Regions from separate parts of the Mus musculus genome. Here regions 2 and 3 are each linked to region 1. The links are chromatin contacts, called in public HiChIP or PLAC-seq and promoter capture Hi-C maps. All regions are on one chromosome and are shown on one strand. The core of a region is the stretch at or near the end of the contact, and the rest is flanking DNA. Distances in the headings are between cores, read along the strand shown.

Region 1 (2,815 bases), core at 154-2,653:
GTTCCTCTCCCAGGTGTAAACCTGTGTCCTTGGAGCTGTTGACCAAAGCCAGTGGACACCCCATGTTCTCAGCCCTTTTTGGAAGAATTCTGCCCTCTGCCTCTGCACACAGTTGTGAAAGTTCTTCACAGCTGGGTGAAGGGCCCTCTGCTCCTCAGTGCTGCTTCTTGGCTATCATGTCCCTTCATCTGTCAAAATCTGTGGTAATATCTCTCTCTCTCCCTCCCCCTCCCCCTCCCCCTTCCCCCTCCCCCTCCCCCTTCCCCCTCCCGCTTTTTACATGGGTCCTCTCTGCTTATGTGCCGAGCCCTTGGCCTGCTGAGTTGTCTCCTATGTCTGCCTCCTAATTTTTCTTAGCCAGTTTTGCCAGTGTCCTGAGCAGTATTTTCTGTGCTGATGGAGAAGCTGGGCAAGTCTAGACCCCAACCTTTTTTGCTCTCATTCCTGCTTCTTGCCAGGTATCTGTGAGCCATGACTTTGGGCTAAAGTTAGGGTCCCTCATGTCTCCTGCTTCTCCACAACTAGTTCAGCCTGGCTCCTTGTCCTCAGCTGATTCCTTACCCCTACTCTAAGCAAAAAGACCAGAGTCCTGTTTCTACCATCAGAGGCAGGCTGTGGCTTCTAGGGAGGTGGGCCAGACAAAGGCAGTTCTAGCAATGGTGACATGTCCTTGAGGCAGAAGAGAGGTATAGTGCAGATCCTAGGTGCAGGGTCAGGAAGGCTTGAAGGACAGCCGACAAAGAGTGGGCTTTCATTTGCGGGGTGTAACTGGCTGGTTTTGTGTGTCAACCTGACACAAGCTGGCGTTATCACAGAGAAAGGAGCCTCCCTTGAGGAAATGTCTCCATGAGATCCAGCTGTAAGGCATTTTCTCAATTAGTGATCAAGCCCGGAGGACCCATTGTGGGTGGTGCCATCCCTGGGCTGGTAGACCTGAGTTCTATAAGAAAGCAAACTGAGCAAGCCAGGGGAAGCAAGCCAGTAAGCAGCATTCCGTGCCCCCCCACCCCCCATGGCTTCTGCATCAGCTCCTGCCTCCAGGTTCCTGCCCTATGTGAGTCCCTGTTCTGACTTCCTTTGGTGATGCACAGCGATGTGGAAGTGTAAGCTGAATAAACCCTTTCCTCCCCTACTTGCTTCTTGATCATGATGTTTTGTGCAGAAATAGAAACCCTGACTAAGACAAGGAGTGCTTTCAGTATAGAAGACAGTTTTTTTTTTAAGGCACAAGGGTACCTCACATAGCCGTTTACATACTTGCCTTAACTAATTCTGGTCCCAAGACTGGCCACTTGTGTGCCTGGAGTAGAATATGGTCCTCTCAGCATTCCCAGGTCACCTTCTCCACCCCATTGTGACACCGTCTCCCCAGCTACCAATGGAACGCTAGGGTTCTGCTTCCAAGGATATGGTTGGGTCTGGACACCAGTCAGGTGAGTCCTGTCTCCAGGGAGGAGGGACTGGGGGTTCATGTAGAAGGTGATAATTATGATGACAGCTTGTGACTGTGGGGCCACATTCTCCATATGGCACATGTGGACAGGAACGTGCCTGGGCCTGTTCAGCTGTGGGAACCCTATGGGAAGAGCAGGCTGTCCTCAAGGGAATTGTGAGTTCTCAGGTATGGCGCACAGTCGTTTCCTGTGTGCAGGTAGAGTGCTGGCTTCTCTTTTTCTAGCAGGACCTTTGAGGTCAGTGGAGGGCAGTGTGGTCAGCGCCCTTGCTGACTGCCAGCCAGTTCCCATGGATATTCAGTGCAGGGAGAGCTGCTTGAGGACCTCACAGATGACTTGGGGGCGCACAGGGGCCTTGCTGACTGCTAGTCCCTGTGGGTTGTTTGAGTAGTGCTAAATTAACCAGGCTTGCCTTGAAATCATCTTGTACCTAGATAGGCCTTGAACTTGTGATCCTCCTGCCTCAGCCTTATAAGTAGATGGAATTACAGGCCTATAGTGCTAGGCCCAGCTTCCTTCTTTTACTTTGGCCTTAATTTTTATTGTCTTTGTTATCTTCCTTGAATTTATTGGTTAATTTTTCTTTCACATTTTATAATGAGACTTAGTTGATCAATATTCAGCCTATACTTTTCTATTAAAAGCAGATAAAGCTATACTTTCTCCACAAATTACAACTTTTCAAGCACCCATACATTTGCTACTTTATTGCTATCACTCATAAATATTTTAATTTTATATGATTTCTTTGGTGTGTGAGGTACTTATAAGTTTCTTTCCTTAAAAATACATTGATGTTTCCTCTTACCCTCACTTCACACTCATGGTCGAGAAGACTCAGTGCCATAGTTACAATGTTACTCCTTCTCTACTGATCTAAATATTTGATACAGTCTCAATCAAAGCTCAGCAAATTGTTTTGTAGCTATAACAAGCATGCCCTGAAGTTAATGTTTGGATGACCAAGTGGCCACCATAACCATGAGGAAGTAGATTGGATGTGTGTGTGTGTGTGTGTGTGTGTGTGTGTGGTGTGCCAGAGTGCTTGTTCACACATTCACTTCAAGACATCAGGATTTGCGGTAAAACTCGCACAATTTTGATACTACAGCACAACTGAGAAAGCACAGCACAGATCCAAGAAACAGAGCAGAGCTCAGCACCAGGTTCACACAGAGAAAGCCAACTGAGCAAAGGGGCAAAAGTCACTTAGTGTAGAAAATGAATGTGCTACATAATACCTGGCCATCTATAGGGAAAATAATAATCTAGATGCACCCACCTTTTACAAAAATTAACTCAAATCAGACCATAGACTTAAGTGTGAAACAACACAATAAAACTTCTAGAAGAAAATCAGC
Region 2 (3,027 bases), core at 393-2,892, 210 kb before region 1:
CGGGTAGCAAAGAAGTTATCTCTGCCCTCTGGTTCGTACACTCATGCTCCACCGCACCCAGGCTCGTGCAAAAACTCTCGGGGTCGGAATTAACAGCTAACCCTCACTACCTTGTAATAGAAAAGATTGAAAGTGAGGATCCCTGTGAGGGGGTGCAATGACCATCTGGGATACCCACCCCCGCAGCTGCAAGGGGGATCCCAGCCCTTCCCTACACTCCGGGCCCCGCCCCTCGCGGGTTTCCCAGACTCCGCGCTGCTGCCACCTCGGGCCGCAGGGGACCCGAGCTGCATGTGTAATGGGGGTTGGGAACAAAGACGCGCAGGACCCAGAGCCCCAGCCACCGGGCACCAGCCGTCCTAATCTCCACGATCTTTTCTCTGGAGTCTTAATGCCCGACTGTCCACGTTTCCTGGAACTGCCCTAAGCCCGCCCCGGAGCTCCTACAAAGTTGAGCACGCTTCAGCACCATCGGGACACAGAAATCAGTGCCTAGGCTTTGGGGGAGAAAGCGCTTTCCCAACACAACTTCGTGCGTACACACCCACACCTTCTAGTCCCAAGCAGACGCGCACCAGCTATCCACAGCCCGCAGGCGGCTGCGAGCTGACCGCGGGTCACTCACGCCCGCCACGTGCCGGCCGAAGCGATCTGAGACCTGTTGGTTCGCCTCTTCAACCCTTCTCCACTCCCAGTTGCCCAAAACAAAAGCGGTCCCACGAGGGCGCATCTGCGGCCCGCTGCAAGAAAAGCGGGCGCAGGTAGGAGCCACTCGCATGAGGATCGCGACGCGGAGTGGCGGGACGGGATGCAGAGGACTCCGGGCGGGCTATGGAAAGCCGTCCGCTTCGCTTTGCGACACCTATGACTCTCAGGGGCGAGCAGCCCCAACCCAGCCGCCCCCAATTAGATGCCCACCCCGCTTGGCCGCCTTCCCCACGCTTAGGTTTTCCCCGCTCTATCCCTGGGGTCCGCACACCCGCGGAACCTGAACCCCGACCCTGACGCTCCAGGTTCCCCCATCACCTAGAACCTCTGCGAGCCAGAATCGCGCAGAGGAACCGCACGGGCGAGCTCGCCTCTAAGATCGCAAGCACCAGAGCGCCCCGCGCGACCCCGATCCCAGGCAGGTGGCGCGGCGCCGAGGCCGCGGGGCCGCCCTTTGTTGGTAAACACCGCGCGCCCCAGGTCCCTGCACCCCCACGACGCGCCCGGTCCTTACCGGCGCACAGCGATCCCCAGAGAAGGGCGAGGGCCGCCCAGGGCGCCGTCATGTTCCGCGGCGCCGCCCCGCGGACACCCGGAGCCCGCGGGCAGGGCCGCGCTGCGCTCCCGGGGCGCGCAGGGCCCGGCGGCGGCTGCGCTCTGCTTCCCGCTCCTTCTCTGGGTCTCGCTTCCAGGAGCGCGCGCTTCTGCGCTTCGGTTCCCAGGCAGTATGCGGAGATAGGGGCTCAGGGCCGCTGCGGGCGGCGCGCAGTGCGGCCCGGGCTATGGGGCGACGCGGGAGCCGGGGGGCGGCGGCGGGGCGCGGGCCAGGGCGCGCCCGACGCGGGCATGGCGCAACGGGGCTGGGCCCGGGCCCCGGGCGCAGGGGCCGAGTCCGGAGGGGCCATGAACGGGGGAGGGGTGGGGGAGGGGACCTGAACCGAGTCCAAAATGGCTCCTGAGCGGTGGCCACGGAGCCGAGCCAGCGGGGAAACCCGGATGTTGGATACAAAGAGGCGGGCGAGCTGGGCGGGGAGGGGGAGGGGAGGCGGGCCCTCCGGCCGCGTGGTCCGCGCCCCCCTTGGGGGCGGGGCCGGAGAGGAACAACAACACCGAGGCTCCGCCCCCCAGCCCGCGCCCTCTGGAGACAGCGCGCCTGCAGCACCAGACTCTAGGGCTAGGCGGGGCGCGCTCTCCGAGCTGGTGGGATTGGACTGCCCACAACTTGGCTGGTGCTTTCCTGCCCCGTGCTATGGAGCCCACGCTACGGGATGCACGCTCCTCTGGGACCCCTGAGTGAGTGGGTAGCTCCTGGTCCCCATAACCTAGGACCTCTGCCCTCCAGCTCCCATTTATGGGCTAATTAATTGGCAGGAAAACGCTGAAGTCTGAATTGACAGCAGTTCCTCACAACGCACGCACAGTTATCTCCAAGCAGAGGAGGACCCACAGAGCAGCTGCAGGTGGGAAAGAACTGTTGGCGACCTGCTTTCTGAAGGATCCTCAGCAATCCAGCATCCTTCATCTTACCTTCAGCACTCCTCCCACCTCTAAAGATCTGTTCAGAACATGCCTCTGTTCCTTTCACACACGCACACACACCAGATCCCTCCATTTCAGATGTTACACAATCAGAGTGTGAGAGCAATCGGCCTCCCAGCTACACTGGAAAAGCCAGTCACTACTCAGGGGAAAAAAATGCTATGGAATCCTCGGATAGTTACCTCCTGCCTCACCAAGAGCAGTGGGTCATAGGAGGAAGGACGCTCCCCCCCGCCGCCCCCCCCCCCCAGCCTGGGTCATTTCATTTGCTCGAGCCTCGGACTTCCCTTATGAAAATGACGGTGTTGAAGTCCTCCAGACTTGGGTAGAGTTTCTTTCTGCTACGGCTTTGGTGTTGAGGTAGGGATCCTCAGCTTCCCAAGAAGTCTGCACCTTGTCTGACAACCTTTGCTCTTAAATGTGGTCTTTTTCCTCTCCTTATGTAATCCTCAGGTGGCCTCGAGCTCGCAGTCCATCTGTGACTCTTCCTATTTTTCGTTCGTTTATTGATTGATTGTGTGTGTGCTCTCTTGCCTGTATCTATGTGCATCCAACATACAGTCATATGTTTCCATATGCCCCGTGCCACCAGCACCCTCCATCTCACATCTGGGCAGCTTTAACAGCAGAGGGCTGAGGGGCTCCTTAGATGTCACTAGGGTCCATTCACGTTGCTAAGTGTATCTTCTATTTCTTTTAAGATTTTTATTATATTTTACTTATTTATATGTGTGTTTGTATGTGTATGTGTGCATGCATGTGTGTGTGTGTGTGTGTGTG
Region 3 (2,862 bases), core at 264-2,763, 250 kb before region 1:
GTGCATGGACTAGGGTACGGGCCCTGGCTTCACTCCTGGGACCAAAAAGAAATAAGAATCCAATCTCACTAGTTTTCCACATTAGTTTTCTAAATCTGTCTGTACCACAAACTGTGTGTATGGGGGGTGGGGGGAGAATTCAAAGGAAAACCATAGTGCTACAAGTATAAAAGTGAATGGGAACGTCTTGCGACTAATAGAGACAAAAATGGCCATCATTTTAGTTTTTCATCAACATGATATATCAGCTGCCAGGTTAAGTATCCATTTCGTTTTTTAAAAGACCTTAACTCCAAGAGTGGGTGCACACACCTGTTTCTCCATGTCTCATGCCTGGCTGGGTCACAGTGAGTACTGGCTCAAAGCAAAAACAGAGCAAACAAGCCCACCCACACTGTCCCTCACTGATACTTCCCCAGTGTTTCAGTTCAAGGAAAGACAGACTGCAGCCTTCACTGCAGTGGGGCTAAGAAACTGACACTTCCTCCTAGAGGACTCAACCCGGAGCTGCTTCCAAGTGACTCCTCCCCATGCCTCCCCAGAGCAGTCCTCTGGCACAATGGCAAGTGTCAAAAGAAGCGGGTGGTTCAGCACGTCCTGGAATGAGATGGGTCTGTGCTCACTTCTCTGTCTAAAGATAAGATGCCCCGTAAATTTAAGGATGTACATACTAGGAAGACTGGGTAGCAGATATTCTTTACGGAAACGCCTTCAAACATTCTTGTTGTGATGTTGTCAATTTGACAGAATCTAGAAACACCTGAGAAGCAGGCCTCCGGGTATTCCTATGGGGAGAGGGGGAATCTTGGCTGTATTAAATGATATGGGGATCCCCAGATTAATTATGGGCTGGGCCATTCCCTGACTGGGATTCGCACTGTATAAACTGGGAGAAAAGGGAGCCAAAAGGCAGCACGTTCGTCCGTTTCCTGACAGTGGAGGGACGTGGCCACATTGTATAAACTGGGAGAAAAGGGAGCCAAAAGGCAGCACGCATTCGTCCGTTTCCTGACGTGGCCAGCTGCTTCGAGCTCCTTCCCCGCCACGATGGGGTGCACCTCGAACGGGGAGCTAAAACAGACCCTTCCCTTAAGTTGCTTCTGTCAGGTATACGTTGTCACAGCAACAGGAAAAGAAACTAAGACACTTACTGAAGGCCAATTCTGTACCAGGCACTGTGCTGCACCTAAGGTGGAGAACAAACAGAGTCTCAGCTCGGGGTGGAGCTAAGGATGGAGGGGTGGTGACGTGTGAGCCCGCAGCCAGGTGAAGAATTTGGGGGAGCAGTGGGGAACCGAGCCGGCTTAGGCTTGCAGACTCACCGTGTGGCTGCCTCGCCAGCTTCGCGGATTCCGCGTCCGGACGCCGGAAAAACTGCAGCGCCGTCAGCCCCGCTCCCGCGGCGCCCACTACAGCCCCGGCCAAGAAGCCATTCAGAAATCGCCGCGAGTCCCTGAGACGGGAAGCGAAGCTCTTTGCAGCCATGACTCGCGGGCGCCAGCACTTTGTCTCTGCCACGCATGCGCACGCGGGGGCTCCGAGGCCGGAATGGTCCAATCGCCGGCTCCGGAACCAGGCGCGCATGCGCCATCCCGAACCGCCTCCCAGAGGCCTTCGCTGCTGAGGGTCTCGCGCGTCCCCTAGAGTCCAGCAGGGGAGGCACGCCTACCTCCATCCCTGGTCCTGGCCAGTTAATGGATGGGTTAAGTGTCCTAGCTTGTCAATTTAATGGTGTGTGTGTACTGTCCTCTGAAGAAATTGTCTTTAGTCCCATTTAATAGTGAGTAAATGCTTGTTCATGATCCATCAAAGATCTCCTAACCTGGGATCCAACTCGATGTGATTCCAAAACCTGTACCCCATTGGACTGTTTGGGGCACTTGCTTCAAAGTCAAAATACACATCAGAGTGTTTGTACCACCTATCGAGTTTCCTGGGAAAACAGTACTCAATGGTAGCCAGAGACTCTGGATGGGCCAGAGCTCAGAAGTTAAATCCTTACCAAACTAGTCCAGTGTGTCAGTCCATGTTATCTCTTTTAATTTGTGCCTAGACAAGCAAGATGGTTCATCAGTAAGGGTGCTTGCCACCAAAACTGACACTTGAATTCAGTCCCTGGAACCTACTTGGTAGAAGAGGACTGACTCCTGAAAGCTGTCCTCTCACCGTCACAGGCATGGGCTTGCCATCCTACATGCACAGGTATGTACAGCCAGACATAAATAAGTCGATGTAATAAACTGTAATTGGGCTTGGTGGAGCCGATCTGTAACCCCAGCGCTAGCAAAGACAAGGAAGGAATTTCTGAGCTCCAGATCAGCTTAGACTACATAGTGAGTTCCAAATGAGTCTCAGCTACATCGCAAGACCCTGTCTCAAAAAAGAAGTTAAAATCATCATCTTAGACGATAGGGATTCATCTCAGGACTAAGGTGGTATACACGGGATGCATGCCGTCAAGTAACACTGTAAATGTTAGCCACTTTATGGGACCTCTCAAATTGGTCTTAGACAAAATTGATGGGCAAATGCCCACTGACAAAGGGAGAACATAAGGTCCAGAGAAATGGCTAAGTGATTAAGAACACTGTCAGCTCTTCTAAAGGGTCTGGGTTCAATTCCCAGCACCCACATGGTAGCTCATGACTGACACCCTCACACCAATGCACATAAAATAAAATTAAGTAAATTGTTATTATTTTTGTTTTTTTTTTTAAGACAGGGTTTCTCTGTGTAGCCCTGGCTGTCCAGGAACTCACTCTGAAGACCGTAAATTATTTTTTGTAAAAAGAAGAATATTCGTGTTTAATAGACTCCCACTCAGATCAATGGGTCTTCACCTGGCAGCAGTCTCCAGCTTCC

Evidence for each region. Promoter capture Hi-C pulls out the DNA fragments that hold promoters and counts their contacts. HiChIP or PLAC-seq counts read pairs in DNA pulled down with a chosen protein or histone mark.
Region 2: a contact with region 1 is called in an H3K4me3 HiChIP or PLAC-seq map of embryonic stem cells, with 12 read pairs. The contact joins the promoter of Acvr2b here to the promoter of Slc22a14 in region 1. A contact is called at or near these places in 1 of 39 promoter capture datasets (the 3T3-L1 cell line) and 2 of 115 datasets of contacts at active chromatin or transcription factors (embryonic stem cells and pancreatic cancer cells).
Region 3: a contact with region 1 is called in a promoter capture Hi-C map of embryonic stem cells, with 2.0 times the contacts expected there. The contact joins the promoter of Exog here to the promoter of Slc22a14 in region 1. A contact is called at or near these places in 8 of 39 promoter capture datasets (the 3T3-L1 cell line, cranial neural crest, embryonic stem cells and 5 more), 1 of 484 Hi-C or Micro-C datasets (Sertoli cells) and 3 of 9 other capture datasets (adipose tissue, liver and pancreatic islet).

The regions. Positions count from the first base shown.
Region 1 is chr9:119,188,983-119,191,797 of GRCm38.p6, reverse strand. Slc22a14 (solute carrier family 22 (organic cation transporter), member 14) reads left to right here and starts at 1,403. Exons shown (of 12, transcript NM_001037749.3): 1 at 1,403-1,433.
Region 2 is chr9:119,400,793-119,403,819 of GRCm38.p6, reverse strand. It overlaps Acvr2b (activin receptor IIB), which reads right to left and starts at 1,642. Exons shown (of 11, transcript NM_001313757.1): 1 at 1,223-1,642. The coding sequence starts at 1,274.
Region 3 is chr9:119,443,611-119,446,472 of GRCm38.p6, reverse strand. Exog (endo/exonuclease (5'-3'), endonuclease G-like) reads right to left here and starts at 1,513. Exons shown (of 6, transcript NM_172456.4): 1 at 1,323-1,513. The coding sequence starts at 1,485.